3 separate regions of the Mus musculus genome follow, and all the other regions are linked to region 1. A link is a contact called in public Hi-C and promoter capture Hi-C data. All regions are on one chromosome and are shown on one strand. The core of a region is the stretch at or near the end of the contact, and the rest is flanking DNA. Distances in the headings are between cores, read along the strand shown.

Region 1 (5,011 bases), core at 1,375-3,874:
ACTGGAGCCTCAATGGCAAGAGCAGACTTTTATTGCTCTGAGAGTTTGGATCTCAAGACCTAGTGGCCAGGGTGTAAGAGAATGCACAGTTCAGTCTGGGAGGGGTTTTGCAATCAAGAGTAGGGAGGGGTAAGAGCATGGCTTCTCCTGTCCCAGAAACTGTTTTTTTGGACAGTTTTCCAAAACTGTGAGTCAGGAGATAAGTCAGCTTGTCTATTTTTGTAGCCTCTGGGCTCCAGGGTGTGTGAGAGGTGAGCGTCATTAGACTTCCTAGCTTTGATCCTGTTTCAGGGTTCTGGTTTAGAAGGAGGGGTGTTCCTTAGGATTCCTCTTGTATGCTGTCTAATGTGGCTGCTGGGAACCAAACTCTGTTCCTCTGGAAGGTCAGCAAGCACTCTTAATCACTGAGACATCTCTCCATCCTGGGATCCCTTATTTAGACATTATTAGAACTTAGCAGCATTCAGAGCGTTAACTTCTGATGTGGGAAAAATGGGTTGCCATTTGCTCTTTTGCTTTTTTATGGTTTATATGATGTAATTTCATGTGGAAGTACACAAAATAAAGTGAAAGAAAAAAAGGACATACCCTTCTTGTGAGGTGGTTTGAATAAGAATGCCCGCTGTAGGATCAGAGATTTGAATCCTGGGTCACCAGGGAAGGGCACTATTTGAAAGACTGGGAGGTTGGCCTTGCTGGAGGAAGTGTGTCACTGGGGGTGGATATTGAGGTTTCAAAAAACCCATTAGGAGCCCAGGGCTTCTCTCTTCCTGCTGTGGGCAGATCTGGATGTGGATCTCACAGCTGCTTCTACAGTGCCATATTTGCCTGCATGCCACCGAGCTTCCTACCATGATGATAATGTACTCAATCTCTGAAACTGTAGGCCAGCCCCAATTAAATGTTTCCTTTTATAAGTTGCCATGGTCATGGAGTCTCCCCACAGCAATAGCACTCTATGACACTTTGCTTGGTTTATTGCCCTTTGTCGAGCAGACTACTGCTCTCTTTCAAACATGGCATGTCTCTGAAATGCTGTAATACATATTCACACATACTCACGGGAAAATCTTCCACAGGTGACTTTGCATTTATTTATTTATTTGCATTTATTTGTTCATTCAGAACTTACTACATAAACCAAGGCATTTATTTTTTCAAATACATTGGTGAATCAAAAACATCAGGTTGCAGAAAAGTGGGAACTTTGTTTTCTGTAGGTTTCAGATACTGATGACACTGGTAGCTTTGTGTTGGTGCAAGGTAGTGGTGGGTTAATATTTGAATCACAAGGATTGTGGCATAAAATCAGACACAAGAGATGGGCAATGAATGGCTACTAATGGAACAAAGTATGACCCAGGATAACTTGGCTCTGAATCTGCAACATTCCACAATCATAGTCGTGGAATTATCCTCCTGGAAAATTTTCTTAAAAATTATGCCTCTGTGTGTGTGTGTGTGTGTGTGTGTGTGTGTACAGGCGATTGTGAAGACCAGAGGTATTAGATCCCATGGAGCTTTAGATACAGGTGCATGTGAACAGCCAGATGTGGATTTTGGGAATTGACTCAGGAATTGGGTTCTCAGGTGCTGGGCCATCTCTCCAGCTCCTCTTTAGCAAACTTTAAAGCAGATGTCTTTTTTTCTCTTCTCTTCCCTTTCCTTACTTCCCTTTTTTCCTTTTTCTTTTTTGCAAGCTTCACATATGTCCCCTCAGATGTCCCCTAAGAGTTTGGCCTTGACGGGGGTAGGGGGTGGTGGACCCTGGCTGCCTTTTTTTTTTTTTTTTTTTTTTTTAAATCTTCATGACAACTGTGCTTTCCTAAGCTCACTGGGGCCATTTTGTTTGGGAAGTCAGACCTGAAGGAGTACTAGACCCAGAGGCGCCACCACACAGTAAGGCCTCAAGGTAAATTTTACTGCAGCAGGCGCAAAGTTCTCATTCCACAGAGGCAGGCCCAGGAGCCATCCTCTCACCCTAGGAACCTGCAAGTTCAAGTTCTCCGCCAGGGAGCTAGGACAGGCAAGAGGTTGGCTGACGAACGCCGAGCTCTCCGCTAAGCTGGAAAGGACTCAGCCCGCTAGCCTTCCCACTAGTCAGGGCCATTGCTCCCTTCCAACACCCGCGGAAGCCACACCTCCCTCTCCGGCCGTCCCTGCGAGCCAAGTCCGGGTGTGTCCCCCTGGCGCGGCGCCCACCCTCCGAGGGCGCAGACCGAACCGCCCTCACAGGTTAGGGGCGGGGCCTGCCTGGCGTGATGGCTTCGCCTGCAGCCCCTTCTTGGTGTAACGACCGGAGAGTAGCAGCACAGCAACCCCAGCGCAGAGGCGGGTCCGACCGCGCGATGACACCAGGCACAGACCATTCGCCGCCGGGGGATCTTTCCTGAGGGCGCGGACGAGGGAGCGGGATCCGGTTGGCGACTGACACGTCGCCCCGCCCTAGATTCTTTCAGGGTCGGCTGTCTCTGAACAGTGGATCCCAGTGAGGAAGAGTCGGGCGCATGCTGATTGCGTCACCAAACCACGCACTCAGCCCGAGCAAGCCCCTCTCTGGGAGAGGCCTCGGTGGGGGAGGGCCCTGCGCACTGTGATGACGGCAAGTCCCGCCCGTTTGAGGAGTGGAGCGGTGGAGCCCGCGGTCCCCCTCAGTGGGGCGCTGGCGCGCGGGCTAGAGCGACCTGCGGTCCGTGGGAGAGCCGCGCCCGCCTCGGCAGGGAGGAGTGCTCAGCGCGGCTGGAGATGAGTAGCGCGGGGGGCGAGGGGCCGGAGGCCGGTCCTGGCCGGGCTGGGGGCCGCTCCGAGCCCGAGGCCCCGGGCAGCGCTCTGAGTGTGGACTTGCCGGGGCTGCTGGGGCAGCTGGCGCGCAGCTTCGCGCTGCTGCTGCCGGTGTACGCCCTGGGCTACCTGGGGCTGAGCTTCAGTTGGGTGCTGCTGGCGCTCGGGCTGCTCGCCTGGTGCCGCCGGAGCCGCGGCCTCAAGGCCAGCCGCCTGTGCCGCGCGCTGGCGCTGTTGGAGGACGAGGAGCAAGCTGTGCGCCTGGGAGTGCGCGCCTGCGACCTGCCCGCCTGGGTGAGTGTTGCCCCCCCAGACCTGAGCGGAGTCAGGTCCGCACCACCCTTCTCCCCTTCTCAGTGACGGGTGGGGAACTCAAGCCCCAGCCCGAGTGAAGTGTCAGCCACCGCTTGTTCCGAATCTCCGTCCGATCCGGGATCCGCACAACCAGGATCCCGGACCGAGTCAGGTGTGCGACCTTACTGCTGTCTGCCTCTCCTGCTGTAAACTGCTGTCTGCTGTCAGCACTCTGCCCACCTGCTTTCCTCGGGAGTTCTGGCCACTGTGGCCCACCCCGGCTCTGAGCGACGGTCTGCGTCCGAGTCTCACTTGTGTCAGCGCACCGCCTCCCCCACCTAAGTCAGGTGTCCTTATTGCTGTCCCCACCCTCATCCTGGGCGAGGTGTCCTGGTCATTATCTGCTCCGAGAGTGTCCGCTCTCAGTCCTCTTCCTGGCTTTCAGTCCTCCTCGCCCATCGCTAGCAAAGTGCGCAGGTAGTGAATACTTCCTAACTTGGCAGAACTGGTCATTGTTAGTTGCTGGGCCTCTTCCTCCTCTCATGCTGGCAGTGACTACCGCCCAGAAGCACACTTGGTGGGCGATGAGATCTCAGTTGTCCAGAGCGATTCTGTAAACCTTTTGCAAGCATGGCGCTGCAGGCCTGGAACCGTCCAGATTCTCCTTTCTGATTTAAAAAGTAGTGACAGCCAATATGGGGAGAAGTTAATTAAAAAAATCAGGAAGACTCATTCATTTCTTAGTTGTGTCTAACACGATTGAAGTGTTCCTGAAAAGCTTATGTTAGAAGAATTGAAATGTTTGTTTCATTGTTTAAAATACCAGAGGGAAGACTAGGCACTTTGATATGATCATTTAATATCCAGGATCTAACATATATAGAGGGAGATTTTGAAAGTGTTAACAGTAATGATAAGTTATGGTATTGATTATTTTTTCCTAAAATTGCTTTTTACTTATTGAGTATTTGAACCTATTGGAGAAGGCATTATCATCTTTTTCTCTTCACTGTCTTTCTTAGCAAAGAGTTAGTGTCATAGTTTCAGATAGAAGGAAATAGTGCATATTTTAAGATAAATGTTGCACAATGTTAGGCTTGATGTAAATGTCTGTGGAAGTAGGTAGTGGTAAGTTTTGAAAGGTAGAAAGAAGGAATTTAAATGGAGAAAGAACTTGGAGAATGTTCCTCCTTTCCAGCTAGGAAACACCTGTGAAATATGGCATGGACTATGTGGAACAAGTATCAAAAAACAAGAATTAAAGAGGAAGAGTTCCCTAAACCAAGAGGAACATAATAGGTAGCGCTTCGTGATGACAGTTAACAACTGAAGTTAGAACTGTAATGGTGAAGCACTTTTGAAACTTAAAAGACCTGCAGATACATAGTGAATGTATAGGACAGGAGTGTTTTGGAAAATGAAAGTAACTGATATGAGATACCATTTAGCTAGCAGTAAAGGAATATAAAAAAACAGGAAGTTAGAGTAGCTAAGGTGAGAACAAACAAGAAACAGTGGTATACTGTAGAATGCAGTAGTGGTGTCTTGTGTTTCTGCCACACTAAATTAAATGCTGCCAGAAAGCTGGTTAAAAACTAGTAGTTAAATGACCAATAAACAACATAAGTAAGACTGAAGTCTTCAGGAGCAGGGTGGTGCTGACTTCCAAAAATACTTAATTATTGAGCAACTGATATAAACTAGCTTTTAAAACACTGTTTGCAAAGTGCAAATGTTTTCACAAAGGAAATAAAATACAGTTGCTGCCATAATGAGCCAAAATTTTAATGGAATAAAAAGATAATTGGTCAGTTTTCTTGTTTTTATTTTTGTTTCTAATTGTTTTTTGTTTTTTAGTATTAGGGTCAGACCTAAGGCTTCCATAGCAATAGTAAAGTGGTCTACCACTGAACTACATTAACAACCCCGTGCAGAG
Region 2 (5,011 bases), core at 1,283-3,782, 50 kb before region 1:
TCAAATTTGACTCTGCAAATGAAGTTTGTTTAAACTAATTTAAATACTCTGACTCCAGGCTTTCTTTGTTTACCATTTCCATAGCTGGGCATTACCTGAGTGACTACCTGAGAGAAATTATAGGACTTAAAACAAACATGGACAATCTCAGTTTCCACTTACTAAATAAGTTCACTAATCTAAATTGCTGTCAGGTCTCTTCTAGTTAAGAAAATCATAAATCATAAACATATTTAAGAAAAGAATACACCCCATGTATTTGCAATTCTGCAGGCATTGAGTGTTTCTATTTTATAGAAAATAAATCCCATCACATTTAAACTATATAACATTACATTAATGATCAGTGTTCTAATAAAAATGTTTGTGTTTAGCTATAAACCAATATCAGAAAAAAAACCTCTTACTCTGAAGAAACGGTAGGCTTGTGTTCAGTTGAGATGAGCTGTCACTGATGTTGAGAGCTTTGTCTTGAGCCCGGGGAATCCAGCTGGGTCCAGCTGCCAAACGGTCCTCTTCAAGCAATACAGCAACCACCTTTGAAAGACAAGTAAGCAGAGCCTGGAGAGATGGTTCAGTACTGAAGAGCACTCCCTTCCAGGAGACCTGGGTTCAATTCCCAGCTCCTACATGGTAGCACACAACTGGCTGTAACCCCAATCCAGGGTCTCCTCTGGCCTCTGCAAGACCAGAATGCACACATATGGTTCACAGATGTATAAGCAGGCAATATCCATACACATAAAATAAAAAATATATTTTTAAAAAGAAAAACCACCCCCAAGGTAAGCCATACTTCTTAAAACACTAACAGCATGCTATCCTTTGGTTAAAAATTACCTTTTGTAGATTTCATTTCTACAAATAAATGTTTGGCTCCACCATACTATAACTTTAAAAATAAAAGTATCTTTTTGTATAATAATAACAGCAAACTAATATAATGTCACAGTATGCCATTATTTCATATTACATGTTGTTTCCTTCATTAAATATAATTAAAACTTCAGAGGAGGAGGCAGCCTGGACATCTAACACCCTCAAGCAAACAAAGTGCTAAGGAGAAGCACAGGCAACCATCACTCACTGACTCTAAGTCAGCATTAAATGCCTGCAGTGGCTCCAACTAGGTCATCTCTAGAACGTGAAAAGACTTAAGAATTAGCAGAAATGGGGAAAGGAAGCAAAAGACATGACTCAAGGACTGGCAGGATTGCATGTAGGTTGGACAGAGATGTGCCATGCACAGATACCATGGGAGCACAGACACCATGGGAGCAGGCTCCCTAACCTGTCACTGCCGTAGAAGCCAAGCAAGCAGGGCTGCAGCAGGCTCCTGTACCCATCCCTGTCACTGCCTAGTTACAGCTCCTCTCCCTCTTCACTGCGCTGCACTGAGGACTCTCTTCTTATAGTTGCAAGAACTTTATACTAAAACAGAATCTAATAATAATAACAAATATGTCAAGCCTAATCCTATTTCTAACATAACAGTCTGATAAACAGGCTTATTCCAAATCAGCCTGTCCAGGCTTAACATTATTAGGCTGTTTATGTCTGCTCCACATTTAAATTCTAAGTTTATATAAAAAGTTTGAGACAACATAGAGATTAGAACATCAACTTCGTATCTTAATATATTAGAAATTACCAATGTTAGTAGGTCACACCTGTGTTAAAGAACTTTGTGATTGTGGAGAGCTGTAATATTACAAGTCACAAACAAATCCTCTTATGCTATCTATCTTTAGGCCTCCTGAGAGCCTTGCATTGCCCACCTTTATGCTTGTCTTTATGACTAAGACTGTCATCAGACAGTGTCTGGGGCCTCCAGCACAGACTTCCTCATGCTGTTGTATCCCTCCTACCCATTGTTCTTACAACATATCTGAAAAGTGCTTTGGTTTAAGATTCACTCTTGATCTGTAACTAGAAACTTAGCGGAAATGTTCACCATGTTGAAACATGGTATTTAGGGTAACCTATATCTCTGGTATTTGGCTGCAACGTAAACTTTCATATTCCCTTTGAGACACTGTGCCTTTTTACATCAACAAAAGATCTTTTTCTTTTAGAAATTTATACTGAAATATGATGATTAGAGTCAGTTGCAAAATAACCAGGTAAATAATGAAAAGGAGAGTGAATAACAAGTCAGATGAGGGAGGTCTGCTGTGGTACATGGTTATGTACTTGAAAGCTTCCCATGGCCAGTTGTTTATTATTTACAAATACTGTGCAGGTTTATACTTGCTTTACCAGTTTAACATACTTGGCTTAAGAGTTTGTTGTTATTTTCAACTGTAGGAAATTATAGTATAGAACCCAAAACTAACAGAATTTTCAGTGACCTATATTTACCTAGTGTTGTTGTGCATGGACTTATATGAATGTTTTACTGATAATCTGTAAGAAAATAATACTTGAGGACAAAGAACTGATTTTAAGCCACAAGGACAACACAGTGAACCCTGAGCGCTAATTCCCAGAAGAGGACACGCAGCACAGAAAGTACCTGGCACGCTGCCCGGAGAAAGTTAGCCAACCTCGGAGTGTCGATCTTCGGTACAACTGTGACATCAGAGAAGTCTTTTTCTTCGCTACCTAAAATACAGGTTTTTTAAGTCAATAAAGTTGACTCCAAAACAGTGAAGCTTTTCAAATCACAGTATTGAAGCAGTGCCACAGATACGGAGAACCTGGAGAAAAGTCAACACTGTCTCCCAACTTCACACTGCTTTACAGGAAGTTCAGAGACTGAATCCTCGTCAACGGCCACGAGGAATGCACTAAAAAGAACCAGTGTGTTTGGTGTGAGTTTTAGGTTACAGATCAAGCATCTAAAGATGAGAAATCTGCAACACCTAGGGTGCAGGGCACCGGCAGTAAGAGAAACCAACCCTGGAGCTTTCTTATGGTGAAGCCATATAGAAAATTCCTTTTAAAAAAATTTTTTTTTTAAAAAAAAGGTCAATGAGTAAAGTAAATTCTATGTGAACAGCTGCAGATGCCTGTATCTTAGAGACTGCTAAACTGCACTGATGGAACACATCTTGAAACTGCACTTCAAAATGACAACACACTGATGAGAATAAACTGTGTTGTTCTCAGAGCAGAGTCTGTCCTGCAGGTGTGGGGTGAAGTTATATCGTGAGTATTTGGAGGACAGTATCTTCCCCATGGCACTACAAATCCTCTCAGGGATCAGACTAGGGTTCAGGCCAATTTAATGATTCCCTGTGATTCAACAGCTCTGATCTCATTCATGAGCTAATTTGTTTTTTCAAAGGAATATTAAAAGGTTACTTCCACAGTCATATACTTAAAACCTCATCAAAAACAACACTGGGATAAAAGGAGTTACATAAAAACAAAACAAATCAAAACATACTGTGAAGAGAGTAGACATCCAACCAGTTACCTCCAGATACAGCCGTGCCTTCTCCTGGGTGTTGGGTCCATACTTCCCTGGTTTCTATATCTTCAGTCTGAATGTCTCTCTCAACATTATCTTCATTGTACTGAACATACGCCTTAGAGGCAAAAGTAGCTTAGAATTAACATCTAGTTTCAATTTCAGATCAATTTGCCATTACTTAAAATAAAAGTAACGACATTTTTAAAAGACCTAATACACTTTTTTTAAAAAGTAAAGTATACTTGGGGTTGGGATAAGGTTAGCCTGTGGGGGACTTTCAAATATTAATTGATGTGGGAAATCCTGCCTAAAAGCAGCTGACACAATCCCTGGGCTTGGGTCCTGAACTGTATAGAAATTGGAGAAAATGAACTTAGTATGACTATGCACGCAGCTATTACTCTGCTCTTCTGACTGCGGATGTAGCATGACTACTACTTCTATCAGGCTCCTGCTGCTAAGATTTGCCTGCTAAGACGGGCTTGTGAGCAAAAATTCAACATAAAAGAAACTAAGGACCTGTCATCTGTACCAATTATTTATCATGCCCCAAGAGGCTATGTTAGACTTTGCATTCTTTGAGTTTATGAGTACCAAGTTGTGAAGCACACGCTTTCTCCTGACTACTGCCTTCAGAGGCCATTTCCAATTCTAATATTGCAGAGTAGACACAAGGCACATGCATTTATACTGTACTTTCATTTTATCAGTTAGGTAGCACTAACCTGCTTGGTATTTTTTTTCCCAAAGTTCCTAATGTACATGTCATACTCATTTACTGGTGGTAGATCCAGGAGAGAAAATGTGAACGAAAAGTCTAAGTCAATAAGCCGGAGCAGTTTTGAACTTCGTGTCCTTTAAAACAGATTGGAAACAAAAATTCAATTGAATAACAAAACTCAGGGACTTGCAGGAGGGTATATTTTAGGGTCACATGTAAGTAATTAAGAGTGAGTCTAAAGTATTCAAAAATTATTTTAAATAATTAAACAGGAGTTGAGGATGTAACTCAGTGGCCAAATGCTTTCTTAACTTACACAGGACCCCACATTAGAGGCCTAGGAGAAAAGGAAAAAGCAAGCACAAATAAAAACAGTCAGCAAGTAGTGGTGGGAGTATATCATGAGCCAGTGTGTGACTGGCCCACTGCAGTACACTGAGGCTGACAGTTACAATACATGTATACTAGAATTTCCATGGCCAGCACTGTTTTCATGTTGGCTATAGGATGAATGTCAGGATGACATTTTTGTACTATCAGCTACTATGACAACCAGGTTTTCTGCCTACATTCTCCTAGCTACATCGGCCTATTCCCACAGGAAACAAGCTCCTGACAGACACCAGTAACCCCAGACCCTAGGTGTCCTCTTGCCTCACAGTCTTCTTTCCCAACTATTTATAATGGTTTCACCCTAAAGGCGATGGCACTGGATTCAATGTAAGTATCCCAGTCACCTCCCCTGAGTCTAATGCAAGCTGAGCAAGAAAAGTGTTCTTTATTTCTTCCACTTACCAGTACTCCCACATGGCTGGTGTTCAGTACATATGGATGGGTGAAAGATCTTCCCAGAATCACAGTGTTAACAAGTC
Region 3 (5,011 bases), core at 654-3,153, 33 kb after region 1:
GCTCAGCCTGTTGGCCTTCTTAAGCAGCTAGTCCTTGAGTCAGACCTTTGCAGTTTGCAGTAACATAGGAAAGTCAAATTTTTACCTTAACTCTGTTAGCCCCACTTTGTGAGAATATAATAGAGTGATTGTGGTCGCCTATGGTCTCAGGTAAAAAACTGAGAGAGGCTAATGCAGTTTCATATGCCTTAAGGAAATTTCTCCTAAGTAGCTAAGCACCTAGGAGAGAATTTTGAATGTTCTGGTTTGGAAGCAGCCTGAGAAGTATTTAGTGTGTCAGGTTACATGCTTATAATGACCAAAGTCTACATTATTATGACACAAACCACTAACAAAATTATAACCTTGTGGATTAAAAAAAAAACAATTTTATTTGTTTATTTTATATGTATAGGCATTCTGTCGACTTGAGTGTTTGCTGTTTTTCTCCAGGCCCTAGATCTCTGTTCATTTTCCTGTCTGGTACAGCCCACAGGACATACAGAGATGCACATGGCTTCTTGTATCTTTTGCACATGGAAAGCACAGGGGAGAGAACTGTAGATGTTAGATGAGATGTCTCTCTCTCTCTCTCTCTCTCTCTCTCTCTCTCTCTCTCTCTCTCTCTCTCTCTCTCTCTCTCTCTCTCTCTCTCTCTCTCTTTGGTTTTTCGAGACAGGGTTTCTCTGTGTAGCCCTGGCTGTCCTGGAACTCACTCTGTAGACCAGGCTGGTCTTGAACTCAGAAATCCACCTGCCTCTGCCTCCCAAGTGCTGGGATTAACGGCGTGCGCCACCACCGCCCGACTTAAAAATTCTCTTCCTTCCTTCTCCAGGTCAGCCACAGAGACTTAGAATTCTCATTCTAATCTATTCTCCTTTCTTCCCTCTCCCCTCTGTTTGGTCTGATATAACAAATATTTTAATTTTTGAACCCTTTTCTTACACTCATATTCAGTAGAATACTTTACCTCAGGTCACCAAATGAGGTGGGTAGAGAGGTTTCCTATAGCCAAGAAGTTCTCCAGCAGGCACTGTCTGGGTATCCTATACTTCAGTTTGTTTCTGACATTGTCTACATGAAGTTAGTGTTGGGTGTTACAAACTAAGAACTACATCCCACAATTCTCTTCCCCATTTAGGAGCCAGTTGCATGTAGTAACTTGTCATGTGTGTTTGATGTGAATGTATGTCATGGGTTCCTACAATTCCTATGTTGATTCTATTAATTTGTTAGGATGTCTTATAGAACTTAGAAATATGTTTACTGCTTTATTGTCAGGGCTATTACAAAGCATATAGATAACCAATCAGATGAAGAGAAACATAGGGGACAGTCTGGAAGGGAACACAGAACTTCACTGTCCCCTCCAGGAAAACCCACATGTTGTGCAGCCTGGAATCTTTACAACCCTGTCCTTTTGTTTTGTTAAATAGCTTAAAAGGATGTTTCATTAAATAGTTGTAATTGATTAAATCATATTCCATTAGTGATTGGCTCAACCTCTACCCACTTCCCCCAGTAGAGTAAAGGGGGAAGTTCTTCCCTTATTTCATCTAACCCTATCCTGAAACCATGAGTCCAGCAAGAGTCACCTGATTGGAAGAAGGGATGTACCTGTCTGTCAGGAAATTCAAGAGTATTTAGGAGTTTTAAGTGTGAAACCCGGGGTCAAAGGTCAAATTTAAAACAAAAGGTTCTGGGGACAGAATCTGTACATTTTATCTCAGTAAAATGGGAGGCAGAGACAGGCATATCTCTGTGAGTTCAAGAACAGGTTGGTCTTGACAATGAGCAGCTATCAGCCAGGGACCCACTGTGTCAAAAAATAAAAATGAAACAAAAGATTCCCTAGTTACAACTCCTTACCAGTGGTGCACCTCGACTTACCTTCAGCAGCCTCTACCCACCCAGACACTGCCAGGATGTTGACTTCCTGCTACTACAGATTCAGTCAGCATTATTCAGTCTGAAGTAAAGTTGAGTTCATTAAGTAGAGGAGAGTACACATTAGAGTGCAGGCATCAAATTCATACACCCAAGAGTATAAGCAGTAAGAAGGTTGGAATGTATAGCTTTGTAACAAATTTAAAGATTAAATAAAGTTTAAAATTTAAGTTTAAGCTACGTTTACTTCTCTTATCTAAAGAATTTTCTTTGCTTTCAAGAGCGGCTTTAAGGTGGTTTACAAGGCATATTATTTAGTAGGTTTACAGATGAAAAAGGAGTTCTAAAATTTTGAAAGTCAAAGGTTACAAAGGTTTGTGTTATGTTTTGAATATAAGATTGCTTCTTGTGGTAGAGTCAGACTTGCAAGCAGTAGTTTCATTGGTTCTGTGTAAATTCTTGACTCTAAACAGATGAATTAATTACTCAAACATGATTCAGGTTGAAGTGAGGGCTCTTTTCATTCTCATGTCCCTTTAATTTTTTTCTTTGCTTTCTATCCTGTTTCACTAGTATCCTTGTCTACAAAGGGCTTTAGGAGCTACATGCTGTCTAGTTGTGGAATGTTAGGGAACCATCCAGGTAAGATCAGATCCCTAAACAGTGCTCTTCCTTCTCTAACACAAGTCTCTAAATGATGAATATATGAGTTCTTAAGGTAGAGCATGGTTCAGCATGTGGGCAGGAAAAACACTGGGGAAAGTCAGGGTTCACAAGTGTCCACATTTTCTTTTGTTTTCTTTTTCTTCCCTTGTTGATTTGAGACAGTATCTCCTTCGTAACCCAGGCTTATCCCTTCTTGCCTCCTTTAGTGCTAGGATTGTAGATGTATGCCAACACCTAGCTTGCAATATTTCTTGATCTTAAAGTAATGATTAGCAAATTAATTTTTTGGTTGTCACAAAGAGTTAAACTGTAACAACAGAAAAGAAAATCAAAATTCGGGTTTTTTTTTTTTTGTTCCTGGTTCAGTACATATTTTTTGTGTTCTATGCATATATTTACATATATTTATGTATTTACATATTTATACATATGTACAGAGACACAAATATAAACACATATATGTCTATGCAAACAATATTTTAAGATTCCATGGTCCCTATTAACCCCTTTTTATTGGTTGGAGATCTGACTGTAGCTTGTATTACAGGACGTAGTCCTCCTTAAACTTTTTGAAGACATTATTGGAATCTGGAAGTTCATTTGATGGTATTTACAAATAAGATGTAGTGTAATGTACTGTGTGTCATGTTGTGACAAATGTTGACTTACAGAGAGTTGCAGCACCTCAGTGGAGGACTGTTGGTCTTTAGGTGGTAAAGTGTTGTGTGAAGCTGACCAAAGCTAAAGTGAGCTGGTTCTTAGGGAAGGGCTGTCAGGAGAAGAAGGTGGGGAAGAGCATCATTCCATGTCCACAGCCATGGCTGCTCTGGCTGTAGTCAACAGGATATATAAAGGTGGGTCTTTGAGCTGTGACCCAGAGAAAATGTGACTGCACTGCCTTTGAAGCTCAAGCTAAGGAAGTTAAAATTATTTGATAAACACTCAGGCATCAAAGTCTTCAGTAAGGTGACTTGAAAAGGAAGTTCCTGTTTTCTAGAATAGTGCTCTGTTAGCTAAATTTAGTAGTTGGGAGGCCAGGCAAGGAGAGGCCTTTTGGGGAAGCAGGTGAGAACAATCAGACATCAAAGGGCAAGAATATTCAGGAGTTAGGCCCTACAGAAACGGCACTGCGGTATTCACTCTGAAATTACAGAAAGTATGGTACATCTGCGCTGCAGAAGTTTCCATGACAGTGAACAGAAGATACCCAATACTTGCCTTTTGATCTATCTGTTGCCTCCAGTGGTTGGTTGATTTAGAGGGAAAATGTAGACTGGGAGAGAGCCTCACAATAAATTAGAAGGATCTAAATACCTGCTTTAATGCTCTGCCTGCCACTCACTGTCCCAATCCTGATTTGACTACTAAACTACTTCAAAGTAATACAAAGAAATGACAGTGTACTGATAGCAAATGAATTAATTTTGTGAGCTGATTTGATAAATCTAACAAGACTGTCTGCTCACCTCATTGTAACCATGAACTTTCTTTCATCCTGTCCCTTAGGGAAAATGGTTGACTTGGGTTAAAATTTGCCCCTTTGATGACAGAGCATAGCATCAAGAGTTAAGCAAACATGTACAACAGTCCGCCGACTGACCCTTTAGCTCATTGAATGTTGTCTTCCCCAACTTCTAAGTCATTGTCTCAATTTTGGAAGGCTTTTGTACCCCACCCCACCCCAATGCATTTATGCTTATCTAATTTAGAAATAACAGTTTCTACTCACTCTAGCATGTTTCGTGGTTCAAGCAGATATTCTTCATATTATGGGATTCAAGGGAAATAAAGCCTACTTGTGCTTGTGTGTAGACACAAAGGAAAGCCATAACATCACCAATTTTACTATCCCTGCTTATTTTCCTCTTGCTGAGACCCCAGGGGAGCAGTCAATCACTCAGGACTTATGAGAGCCAGTATAAGCTGTTGGTGATTAATGGCTTGATAGTGACCTACCCTATGTCCAGGAATTGGCCAGACTCCATTTTCTGTTGTTTTCATAATCAGATTTGATAAGTATAGTGTCCCGGTTCTGGTCCACTTTCTTTAGTCAGAGGACAGTGTTATTGGACTGGATTCTTTTTTTTTTTTTTTTTTTTTTTTTGATTTTTCGAGACAGGGTTTCTCTGTGTGTAGCCCTGGCTGTCCTGGAACTCACTTTGTAGACCAGGCTGGCCTTGAACTCAAAAATCCACCTGCCTCTGCCTCCCGAGTGCTGGGATTAAAGGTGTGTGCCACCACGCCCAGCTGGACTGGATTCTTTATAATTTAGGAAAGTTGTATTCATCATATCTTCTCACTCTCCAGTGCAAAGTCTCTTGTGATCTGCTGTATCTCCAAATCCAAACTATGTGTGTCCTGCGTACTCTTTTTAAAAGCACCCTTGTGGCCAAAAACAGCCCTTGCTTCCTTTGCAAAAATGTTTTATTTTAACTTCAACAACAGAGAAAACATTCTTTACCTATTTTTAAAGTAGGTT

Evidence for each region. Promoter capture Hi-C pulls out the DNA fragments that hold promoters and counts their contacts. Hi-C and Micro-C count contacts between places; a contact is called where the count stands out from the background.
Region 2: a promoter capture Hi-C map of 3T3-L1-derived adipocytes shows a contact between it and region 1, with 2.2 times the contacts expected there. The contact joins the enhancer-like site here to the promoter of Esyt2 in region 1. A contact is called at or near these places in 10 of 39 promoter capture datasets (the 3T3-L1 cell line, 3T3-L1-derived adipocytes, the C10 cell line and 4 more), 1 of 15 datasets of contacts at CTCF or cohesin (the NIH/3T3 cell line), 2 of 484 Hi-C or Micro-C datasets (Sertoli cells and cardiomyocytes), 6 of 115 datasets of contacts at active chromatin or transcription factors (the SCID.adh cell line, double positive thymocytes, embryonic stem cells and 2 more) and 3 of 9 other capture datasets (adipose tissue, liver and pancreatic islet).
Region 3: a contact with region 1 is called in a Hi-C map of CD8 T cells, with 2.5 times the contacts expected there. The contact joins the enhancer-like site here to the promoter of Esyt2 in region 1. A contact is called at or near these places in 4 of 39 promoter capture datasets (the 3T3-L1 cell line, the C10 cell line and the HPC-7 cell line), 2 of 15 datasets of contacts at CTCF or cohesin (the NIH/3T3 cell line and large pre-B cells), 40 of 484 Hi-C or Micro-C datasets (8-cell embryo, the C2C12 cell line, CD4 T cells and 24 more), 15 of 115 datasets of contacts at active chromatin or transcription factors (the 230-238 cell line, CD8 T cells, the HPC-7 cell line and 10 more) and 3 of 9 other capture datasets (adipose tissue, liver and pancreatic islet).

Annotation. Positions count from the first base shown.
Region 1 is chr12:116,278,598-116,283,608 of GRCm38.p6, forward strand. It overlaps Esyt2 (extended synaptotagmin-like protein 2), which reads left to right and starts at 2,625. Exons shown (of 22, transcript NM_028731.5): 1 at 2,625-3,075. The coding sequence starts at 2,746.
Region 2 is chr12:116,229,174-116,234,184 of GRCm38.p6, forward strand. It overlaps Wdr60 (WD repeat domain 60), which reads right to left. Exons shown (of 22, transcript NM_146039.3): 9 at 4,144-4,273; 10 at 3,422-3,533; 11 at 2,516-2,604; 12 at 408-537. Among named protein-coding and RNA genes, the nearest start is that of Wdr60, 31 kb to the right of the region's middle. Within about 2 kb of position 2,533, at least 63 of the 459 cell types and tissues checked have an H3K27ac peak or open chromatin away from gene starts, as enhancers often do. A contact at or near this core is called in 3T3-L1-derived adipocytes, adipose tissue, cardiomyocytes and 1 more, where this site is marked.
Region 3 is chr12:116,312,123-116,317,133 of GRCm38.p6, forward strand. All of the region lies in intron 1 of Esyt2 (extended synaptotagmin-like protein 2), which reads left to right. Among named protein-coding and RNA genes, the nearest start is that of Esyt2, 33 kb to the left of the region's middle. Within about 2 kb of position 1,904, at least 18 of the 459 cell types and tissues checked have an H3K27ac peak or open chromatin away from gene starts, as enhancers often do. A contact at or near this core is called in CD8 T cells, Th17 cells, regulatory T cells and 1 more, where this site is marked.